Linked DNA regions of Strix aluco: region 2 is linked to region 1. The links are chromatin contacts, called in public Hi-C maps. All regions are on one chromosome and are shown on one strand. The core of a region is the stretch at or near the end of the contact, and the rest is flanking DNA. Distances in the headings are between cores, read along the strand shown.

The links. Hi-C and Micro-C count contacts between places; a contact is called where the count stands out from the background.
Region 2: a contact with region 1 is called in a Hi-C map of brain, with 2.1 times the contacts expected there. The contact joins the promoter of LAMP1 here to the promoter of DCUN1D2 in region 1. A contact is called at or near these places in 2 of 2 Hi-C or Micro-C datasets (brain and heart).

What each region holds. Positions count from the first base shown.
Region 1 is chr2:70,839,952-70,844,711 of bStrAlu1.hap1, reverse strand. DCUN1D2 (defective in cullin neddylation 1 domain containing 2) reads right to left here and starts at 3,396. Exons shown (of 7, transcript XM_074815228.1): 1 at 3,264-3,396; 2 at 383-599. The coding sequence starts at 3,266. TMCO3 (transmembrane and coiled-coil domains 3) reads left to right here and starts at 3,452. Exons shown (of 14, transcript XR_012621994.1): 1 at 3,452-3,777; 2 at 4,118-4,202.
Region 2 is chr2:70,987,590-70,992,490 of bStrAlu1.hap1, reverse strand. LAMP1 (lysosomal associated membrane protein 1) reads left to right here and starts at 1,269. Exons shown (of 9, transcript XM_074815237.1): 1 at 1,269-1,427. The coding sequence starts at 1,376.

The DNA.
Region 1 (4,760 bases), core at 2,147-4,646:
TGCCACACAAAGTACATTGTGCATGTATTTAATAGCAGCCACTGGCAATAAATCAAAAAAGTTGCATAATAAGCTTTACTCCATATATTCCATATTTACACCATATGCAGCTGACATTATTTCCTCCTGATAGGTTTAATTTCCTATCGTGAATTTACTTTAAATGCTACAGGAATATCTAAAGAAGTTGTGTACTGAACATTAAGAGCATTTAAAACCTTTTTCATTCTTATCTCACTACTGCAAACACAGAACAAGAAGCAAAAGCTAGCAACCTTTCCTTAGAAGTCCTTAAGAATGGCAGAGGGAAAAGCAGAAATACCACCCAAACAAAATAATTAGAAAAAACCAAAAACCCACCCCCACAAAAAAAGCACCTTACCTTTGTATCGATTATACAATTGTTCTAATTTCTTCCTGTCTACTGAATTTTTCATGGATTCTTTGTAGTACAAGTCTGGATTCTGGAAGTAGTTGTCTGTTGCCACTTCTAGTTTCCATTCATTCTGCATTAAGCAGTATATAGCAGTCCTTTCACCAGCTTGGGTAAATGCCATAAACTGGCGGACCTTGTCCTTCTGAGACGATTTAAGCTTATGCTTTGGGATGCAAAAGAAGCAGGAAAGCCAATGAAGCTAATCCAGAAGTTTGTTTCAGCATTCTACTACTAACGCCTATTTTTACAAGGTTTTAGTTTTCTTGTTGATGACAACTTTCACTTCAGAATTACAGGAAGACAAAGCCTTGTTCTTCTGCAGTTAAAAAGACAGCATTTTCTTCTGAAAACTGAAATGACAGCATCTATATATACACATTTTTAGCAGCACATATTCTGGCAGTAATAAATTTGTATTTCTGCTTTATTGCTCACATATGCAGAAAGTTTTCTTTCTGCAGCAAACAGCAGCAAACATAAGTTTCATCATATAACAATAGGGTTATCTTCTGAAAAATACGCCTAGTGGTTATATACAAACAAGAAATTACAAAGGCACAACTTGTAGATTCTCAGATTCTGTACACGTCCTTCATACACAGAGAAAAACTGCTCAACAGTTTTCCTAATATTTTCCTAGCAACAATGAACAATGCGAAGTTTAAACATTTTAAGTGACCAGCTGAAAAAGGCAGAAGCATTTCTCACATTTTTATGTTAGAGACCATTGCCAACAGAAGACATAAGACAAAAAGAAAATAGATAAAGTGGACATGTCAGAGGTTTGTTGAACGTTACAATGAGACTATAAAGTTGCTGTAAATGTGATCTAAAACTTTAACTCTGAAAAATATATTTATACTATTAATATGTTAAATGATAAAACTGCCTATTATAGCAGTATACAGGAACCAATAAGATGTTTCTCCTAATGGCAGCTAACTGCAGCAACCATATTGACATGACATCCCTAAACTTCTGGAAGACTCAAGAGGTGGGAACAGGGATTTTATAGGGAGCAAATTTGCTATTAACATAGCTCAACATTATTCTTTACAAATCAAACTCTTGTTTTTATTATAAACTTTCATTTTTATTATATTCTGATACTTCCCAATTTTGTTTAAGCATACTTAATACATGTTCTGGGCCAACAATTAAGCTGAGAAATTTGTCTAAGTTCCTCACTACTGCTTCAATCATCAGGTATAATAGAAAATTTACTGGTCTCTTAAATATCAGGGGGAAAAAGTGAACCCTGATGCAGTGAGCAGTAAGCAGTAAACACAGGACCATCTTTCAGTTTACTTGTTATCTCTTGTACACATATGGATAGTGACATCTTGACTACAGATGGTCCTGAGACAAGAAACACATCATGTAAACAAGATAAGGACTTCGGTCTTTCCTACAAGATTTTTCAATTTTATATAAGAACAAAGATGTACAGTGTCTTTTTATACATGAAGAAACATGTAAAGTGGGAAAAGAGCTGCAAAAATAACTACAACATATTTTGGTAAGAAAGTACTCAATAATCCTTTAACTGCAAGCTCTGTGTAACCCCCACCCCCCGCCCAGTTTTCATTAAGGTCCAATTATGAGTCTCTCTGCACTAAGATCTCCCTCAGTTACATAAACTTTGAGCAACAAGCTTAGTGATGATCACTTCAAAACAGAGGTCTCTGACAACAATTCCAAAGTAAACTCCATGTCCTCTCATAAATCAACTTAATGCCAGGCATTTAGGGATATTTTATAGGTTCAAAATGGAACTATTTGAAGAAACCAGAGGTAAGAAACACATCCGACCATCCGATCTACTACTCTGCCACGTTGTATAGCTTCTACCCTACGTTTGTGCCTGACGCCCTGCGGTACCTATAGACTGAAAACTGAAGTGACAGCATCTACGTAGACATTTTTAGCAGCACATATTCTGGCAGTAATAAATTTATATTTCTGCTTATTGTTCCCATATGCAGAAGGTTTTCTGTTCTCTAACAGCAGCAAACACAGGGCAGGGGGAAGGTCTGGCAGTCGCGTTTCCCTTCGCGCTAAGGGAGCCCGAAGAAGGAGGTGTCCTTCGCACCCAGCCATAATTAAGTCACCCTCCGGGGACCCCTCTCAACGCGGTGATGACACCGCACCGCAAATCCCCACGGAGGGCCGAAGACCGAAACAGCGCGGGCTGCGGCAGAGGCACCGGGGGAGCCCTGTCCCGGCCATCCCTGCGCGCCCTTCCCGCACCCCCCGCCCCGGGAAGGGGATTTGTCCTGCACCTTCCCCGCCGCCTCCGGCTGCGCGGCCCGGCCAGCACCCGCCGTTGCACCTGCCGCCGCCCGGGGTGAGGAGGCGGCGGGCGGGGGGGCCCCGCCCGGTGCCGGAAGGCGGGACCGAGGGGCACCGGGATCCGGCAACCTGCCCCGCCAGCCCCAAGCCCAAAAAAGGGAAAGGTACGCGCCGGCGGCCGACGCTCGAAATACCCGCGGCGGTGGCGGCGGCGGCGCCCGGCCCCCTCCCCCCCCCCGCCCCTGGTGACCTTCCCCGCTCCCGGCCCCGGCGGAGGAGGAGGAGGGCGGCGGGAGGGCGACTCTGCACGGTACATGTCCGTCCCCCCCCTTCGCCCCCGCCACTCGCCTGGCGCCATCCCCGTCCCCCCCCGCCCGGACAGGGGAGCGGGACCTGGCGCGGAGGGAGGGGAGTGGCGGGACGCCGCGGGGCGCGGGGGCGCTCGGCTCGCTGGCCCGGGTGGCTAGGGGCTGTTTGGGGTTCCCCCGCTCCCCATTTCTCTGCCTCCCCCCTCCCCCCTGCTCCCACAACCTACCATTTTATCACCGGCGCTTTGACCAACTTCACCGCCCGGCGCCGCCCCCCGCGCAGGCGCGCGCCGTCCCGCCCTCGCCGCCTATCGCCGGCCGCGCGGGGGCACCGGGCGCGGAGGCGGAGCGCGGGATTCAGGGGCGCGCGCCCCCCGCGGAGCGGCCACCGCGCCTCCCGCCGTGCAGGGCCGGGCCGGGCCGGCATGAGGGACTGGGCGGTGTGTCCGTGTGTCCGTCCGTGTGAGGGGGACAGCCCGTTATCGCGCTTCCCGTGAGGCGCCGCGAGGCGGCGCTCGGACTACAGATCCCGTCTGACTCTGCGCTTAAAGGTGCCGCACCGGCGCTCGGTAACCGGCGCAGGGTGAGAGGGGCGGCCGCTGCGGGGGCGGGCGAGGCCGCTGCTAAGGCCGGGGCTCCTCGGCCCTTCCCGTCAGCGGCCACCCCCCCACCTCCTTGCCCGCCGCGTTGCCATCCCGACCTTCCCGCGCTCCCCTGGCCGCTGCCGGCTTCATCCCTCAGGTGAGTGTGGCGAGGGGGAGAAGCGGCGTCCGAGTCCGGCGGCCGCCTCCGTCTCCCCCCGCCTCGGTGGCCGGGGCAGCTGCCGCCCTGAGGTGGGTGCTGGGCGGTTGCCGGGCAGGTGGGGGCTGCGAGAAGCCGGCGGTGGGTTTGTCCCTACTGCCGCGGGGCCGGAAAGTTGAGTGCCGCTACCGGGAGCGCCGGGGTGAGGGGGGGTGGGGGGTGCGGGGCGGCCGCCTCCCGCCCTCCGCCGCCATGAGGGGGCGGGAAGGGGGCTGGTCGCAGCCGAGCTCTCCAGATCTCTCCGTTCTCCCCTTTTTTCCCCCAAACCGGCCTTCCCCAGGGAGAGGGACCGGCAGGCGCCGCCCGGAAGCCGCGAAGAGAGGCGGTGGCGCTGGGAGCTGCCCTTCGGCGGCCATCGCCCTCAGGTGGGTGCGGGACGGGACCGAGGCCCCCCTGGCTCGGCGGCCCTGCGGGTCCTGAGGGGGAGCTTGGGCTGAGAAAACTGGGGGGGTGGTGGCAAGCCAGCAGGAGGACCCGCAGGCGTTTTGGAAGAGGGGATCGGGGCTTGCATGGAGGCAGGGTCTGAGAGCAGCTTGGTGAAATCCGGTACTACAGTGTCGTGTTCAGGAAGGAAAGATCGGGAAGAGGGGCAGTAATCCATCAGAAAACAAGCTGTGCTTAGAAAGGACTCCAAACGACAGGAGTTCCCTCAAATTTGATACTTCCTGGTGCATGGAGAGGAGTGCTTTTTGTGTTTGTTTCTCATCATTTGCACTCTGAAGCATATCGTATATTTTTATATGTGAGGTCAGTATTCCCTTAAGAGCTTTTGAGCACAGCCCCAGGTGCCACTCTTCTAAGTGGTTTTTGCTAGTCAAGTAAAAGCCACTGTTAATGAAACAAAACTCTACTGTGTCTGAACCACGGCGATAAGTTTCCACAGTGCAGCACTGGGCAAGCTTAATAGTATAAATCTGTGCTGA
Region 2 (4,901 bases), core at 20-2,519, 150 kb before region 1:
TGCTTACCAAAGCCACTTCTCACCCTCCACTATCACCTCTCCTTTAATAAAGGGGCACCTGTGCTGCATTCCCCACTGGGAACCACAGTTAAAAGCCTAGAGCTGGTAAAGCTGTCCCGGGCCCTGATGTTCCTCACAGCTCTCATCTGACCTGAGTTACAGGGCTAAGCCATATGGCAGTTTGCAGAAAGACCCCAAACCTCCAAATGCCCATTGCCAAACATCCATGCTGCAGGTGAGTGCTAGGCAGGTGGCCCGTGCCAGAGCGGCAGTGCCCCAGGACCAAGCCATGGCTGTCTTCAGCCCATGGCAGAACAGGGTCTGAAAAGCCCACAGGTTAGGGCTGGTGGCAAGAGGAGCCTGGAGCTGAACCACAGCAGCTTGTGATGATGGTGCATTGTACCTGTGTGTACCTCTGCATGCTATCACACAAAGTGTGCATCTGCCCCTGCAGGGGGGAATGTACACACCCACCACCCCACGGCTGTGTGCAGTTCGCACGTGTGAGGGACACAACATGCGATACTCACACCTGTACCAAGGAACGGGCCTGCTCCATGTTTGCATGTGTCAGAACCACCCACCTGCATTCACGTATGTTTTCACACATTTATCTGTGCACGTACATGCATTTACACCTGCATGCGCATTTCAGAGTCACAGAATGGTTTGGGTTGGAAGAGACCTTAAAGACCATGTAGTTCCAACCCCCCTGCCATGAGCAGGGACACCTTCCACTAGACCAGGTTGCTCAAAGCCCCGTCCAACCTGGCCTTGAACACTGCCAGGGAGGGGGCAGCCACAGCTTCTCTGGGCAACCTGTTCCAGTGTCTCACCACCCTCACAGTAAAGAATTTCTGCCTTCTATCTAATCTAAATCTACCCTCTTTCAGTTTAAAACCGTTACTCCTCATCCTATCACTACACTCCCTGATAAAGAGTCCCTCCCCATCTTTCCTGTAGGCCCCCTTTAAGCACTGGAAGGCCACTAGAAGGTCTCCTTGGAGCCTTCTCTTCCCCAGGCTGAACAACCCTGCCGCTCCCAGCCTGCCCCATAGGTGACCTGCTCCAGCCCCTGATCATCCGCACCCCCAGGCCGCCCCGCCCGCCTCAGGGGCCACCGGCGGAGCGCGGGGGAGCCCCGCCCCCTCCTCTCGCGAGATCCTTCCCACCTCCCTCGCCGGGGGCGCCGGCTGCGCCGAGCGTGTGGGTCACGTGATGGTGCCCGGGCGGGGCCGGTGACGTCATAAGTCATATGACCGGCCGGGGCCGTCGCCACTCTCCCGAGCGCGGTGCGCCGCCGCCGCCGCCCCCCGCCACCGCCCTCGCCCCTTCTCCGCGCTCCTGCCAGTGCCGCCTCGCCCTGTCCCCCGCCATGGCTCGCGCCCAGGGCGCGTGGCGGCTGCTCGCGGTGGCCGCCCTGCTCGGTAAGGAGGGGGGCGGGGCGGCCGCGGCCTGTGGTGCCCGGTGGCGGGGAGGGGTCGCCGCGGCCTGGGGCGGCCCCGGGGCCGCCGGCGCTGGACGCGGCACCTGCGCGCCGGCTGTAACTGGAAACCCGCCCGCGGGCTCCCGCCCGCTGTTGCTATTCCGGGGCGGTGACTCTGACCCGGGGGGTCCTGGGCCTGCCGGGGGCGGCGGCGCGGCACCCAGCTGGTGCCTGGCCTGGGGCTGGGCCGCCGCCCGGCCGGTGGTGGGACGGGACGGGACGGGTCCGCCCGCAGGGGTCCCCGGCCGCTGCACTGCGGCGGGTCCTTTGGGGAGGTCATCCCTTTCCCTCCTTGCACCGGGCCCTTGCGGCGGCCGGGGGCCCCCGACAGCTGCCGGGGGTACGAGGGGAAGGACGGAGGGAAAGCGGCAGCGGCTGTGCTTGGCGGGGAGAACCGTGCGGCGGCCGGGAACGCTCCTCTGAGCATCTGCTCGGGATGGAGGGACAGCGCTCCGGGGAGAACCGGGAAATACGCCTTTACCTCTCACGAGGCATGGAAGCACAGGAACTACTGATGTCATTGCTAGGAAGTAGGAGGCTGGGGGTCAGAACTAGATGATTCTTAAGGTCCCTTCCAGCCCAAATCAATTTATGATTCTATAAGTAGCTCTTTCCTATAGCGCGTGTAATGCTCCCTTCACTACTGGCTTTCACCCTGCTGTATCTTGAGTGAAATCTGAAATGTTGCTGGAATAGATTTTGGTGCCTTGATGAGGTTTGTTAGTGCAGTAAGACTGTTTTATGAGGAAGTGTTTCTTGCTTGTTCACTGATGACTACCTTGCTTTAGCTTTCTTGCCTTGAAAGCCACATCACGCGACACAATATCAAGTTTCTGAAATGTGGCTTTGGCAGCAAAGGAAACTGCTTCAGCAGCTAGCACAAATATTTCCTCAGTAAAGCAGCAGTTGAGAACGGTTATCTGCCATAATTTTGGAGATTATGACACCCTTTGAAACTCTTTTAACTTTTCTTTGGTAGTAAATACCATTATCATTGTTGACAGTAGTTCAGTTTCACTGAGCCTGAAAGATGTCACTCACAAGGGGCACTGAGCAGTTGTATCCAGCTTTACAAGCACTGTGACTTACAGTGCTATTAGACTTGCTTTTTAGGACTGGCAACTTCAGTAGCATTGAACTGGTGTTATAGTGGGAATTCTTGTATAGCTTGTTTAATATAGTTATGCCTTAAATAAAGAATTGCTGTTGTTTGCCTTCTGATCAGTCTGTGTAGTTTTTAAGTGGTACCACGTGTACTGTTTTCTGGGACTGTAGTAGTCTTTCCCTGCTTAATTAGCAGTTACAAACATAATTCAGTGCATTAGCTTTGTCACTTTCTGGCATGTAAAATGTGTTAGATTCCTGCAGCTGAGGCAAGTTTATTTTACTAGCGTAACTAGTGACAATCAGGGCTTTGTACCTGTGACTAGTAGCTGGGTGTTTCTACATAACTTCATCCTACAATCTCAGGGGAAGACTTTGTGGTGCAAATAGAGACCCCTTCTTGGAGTACAGATAGCCACCCTCTCCTGCCAGAGTATGGGGCTTGGGGGTAGTGAAGGGAGAAGAATTTGAGATAATGAGAAGATAGGAGCTGAATTCTTTAGATGCTCGTTTACAGCCTTTTAGTCATCTGAGTGAACTGATGAGGATAAGGTAGTGATCACAGGAGGCTGAAGGATTAGCATGGGTGGGTCAGATGTGGAAGCTTGTTTGGCAATGCCTTGACTTTGGGACAATAGAAGATTTTTTTTTTTTCCTCCAGTGTACCTCACCACACCTCACTTGCTCTTCAGTGTGAATGGAGAACTGAAAAAGTAAGCACTAAGCTAAATATTTCATGTCAGCATTAAGTATTTCGTGATGAATTTCCTCATGAGTATCAAACATGTATATGGAATAAAAAAAAGGATTTAGGTAGTACAGTTATAAATACAGGGAATGGGGAGGTACAGGAGGTGAAGTACCTCCCCTCAAACTTAGATTCTGCTTTTTGAAGTATAGAGGAGTATTATGCTTGTCTAGTTTTGAGCACAGTGGATCAGTTGGGTTGTGTGCCAAGCCCAACAGAGCTGCTTATGCTCTTTGAGTCTTAGAGCACCTGTAGTTTTTTCCTTACTGAAACACAAACACATCAGAGAAAACATTTCTAAAAATCTCAGTTTAGAGTCAGACATGGATTCAGTATAGGGGAAGGAAAAATGAGTTTGACAAGGTAGTGTGATGCTGTTTCAGGGCTATTGACGCATAATTCATGTGTTTCTATTGCACAACTCTAGTTTAAAGGGGAATTTCAAACCTTGCTACCAATGTAGGGATAGCTGAGAGAAACTTGGATAATAAATTCCAGCCAATGACTAATTTGTTGTATTGTTTTCTTCAGTTTTGGCATTTCTAGCTGTGTGGAACTGAGACAGAGTACAAATTAGTTTTCACAAAATAGAACTGCTTTTATGTTGTGTGACTTTTGAAACGTTGTTTTACCAAATGCTGCCCTTAACACAGTGTTTGCTCGATTGGTTCTTTTAAGTGTGTTGACACGGACTCTAAAGATCTGAATTTGTGTGCTAATGCCAAGCCTGTCACCAGGTGATAGGTTACTCAGCTTTGACTTTGGCAGCTTTTCTGACTTTTGAAGTAACTTCTTACTTGCTGAGTAAGAATTCCTCAGGCTCCCTGACATGCTACTTTTGAGACATGCTCCCTAGGTTCCTGTTCAGGCTAACTGGGAAGTTTCATTTTTGGTGTAACCTGTTTCTGGATTGTTCTCTAGTGAATAGGATGTTTTCCAGTCAGTAGCAGACAATAAACTGAAGAATTGCCTCTAGGTACAGAGCAACCCTACTCAAAGAAAAGATGGATATTTTATTGAGAAGTTAACTACTGTTATCTCTGTTAGGCCTTTCTATGTCTTAAAGATAACTTATTTCTAGCACTAAGGAGACACGCCTTGCCTTTGCTTGTTGCAGCTTGACTGCAACAGTTTGTCTTTTCTCTCAAGTCAGGCATGATTATTTGGAAATTGTTTGAGAAAGCTTGGTGCCATAATGGATTTCCTGGTATTTATTCTCTTAAGCTTGGCAGGAGACCCTTTTGGGTGTGTGAGTGGCAGTAGTTAACACAGCTATTTGAACAACTCATTGCATTATCTTAATTCTAAATTACATATTTTAAAATGTACCTTATGCTTTGGTAAATCAGGCTTCCATGTTTTTTATGCATCTGACTCAAGATGGACTGGTGTCCCTTTCAATCTGAGGGTAACAGTCTCTTAACCGTCTGCCACTTGACAGCACTGCTGATTGCCAGTACTACTTTTTCTACTGTAATTCAAAGTGTGAGAGTGTTAGTAGCACCTTGGTAGTAGAGTGCAGAGTTTCAATTGCAGTTCAGCTCTGCACAGTGGGCCCTTGTC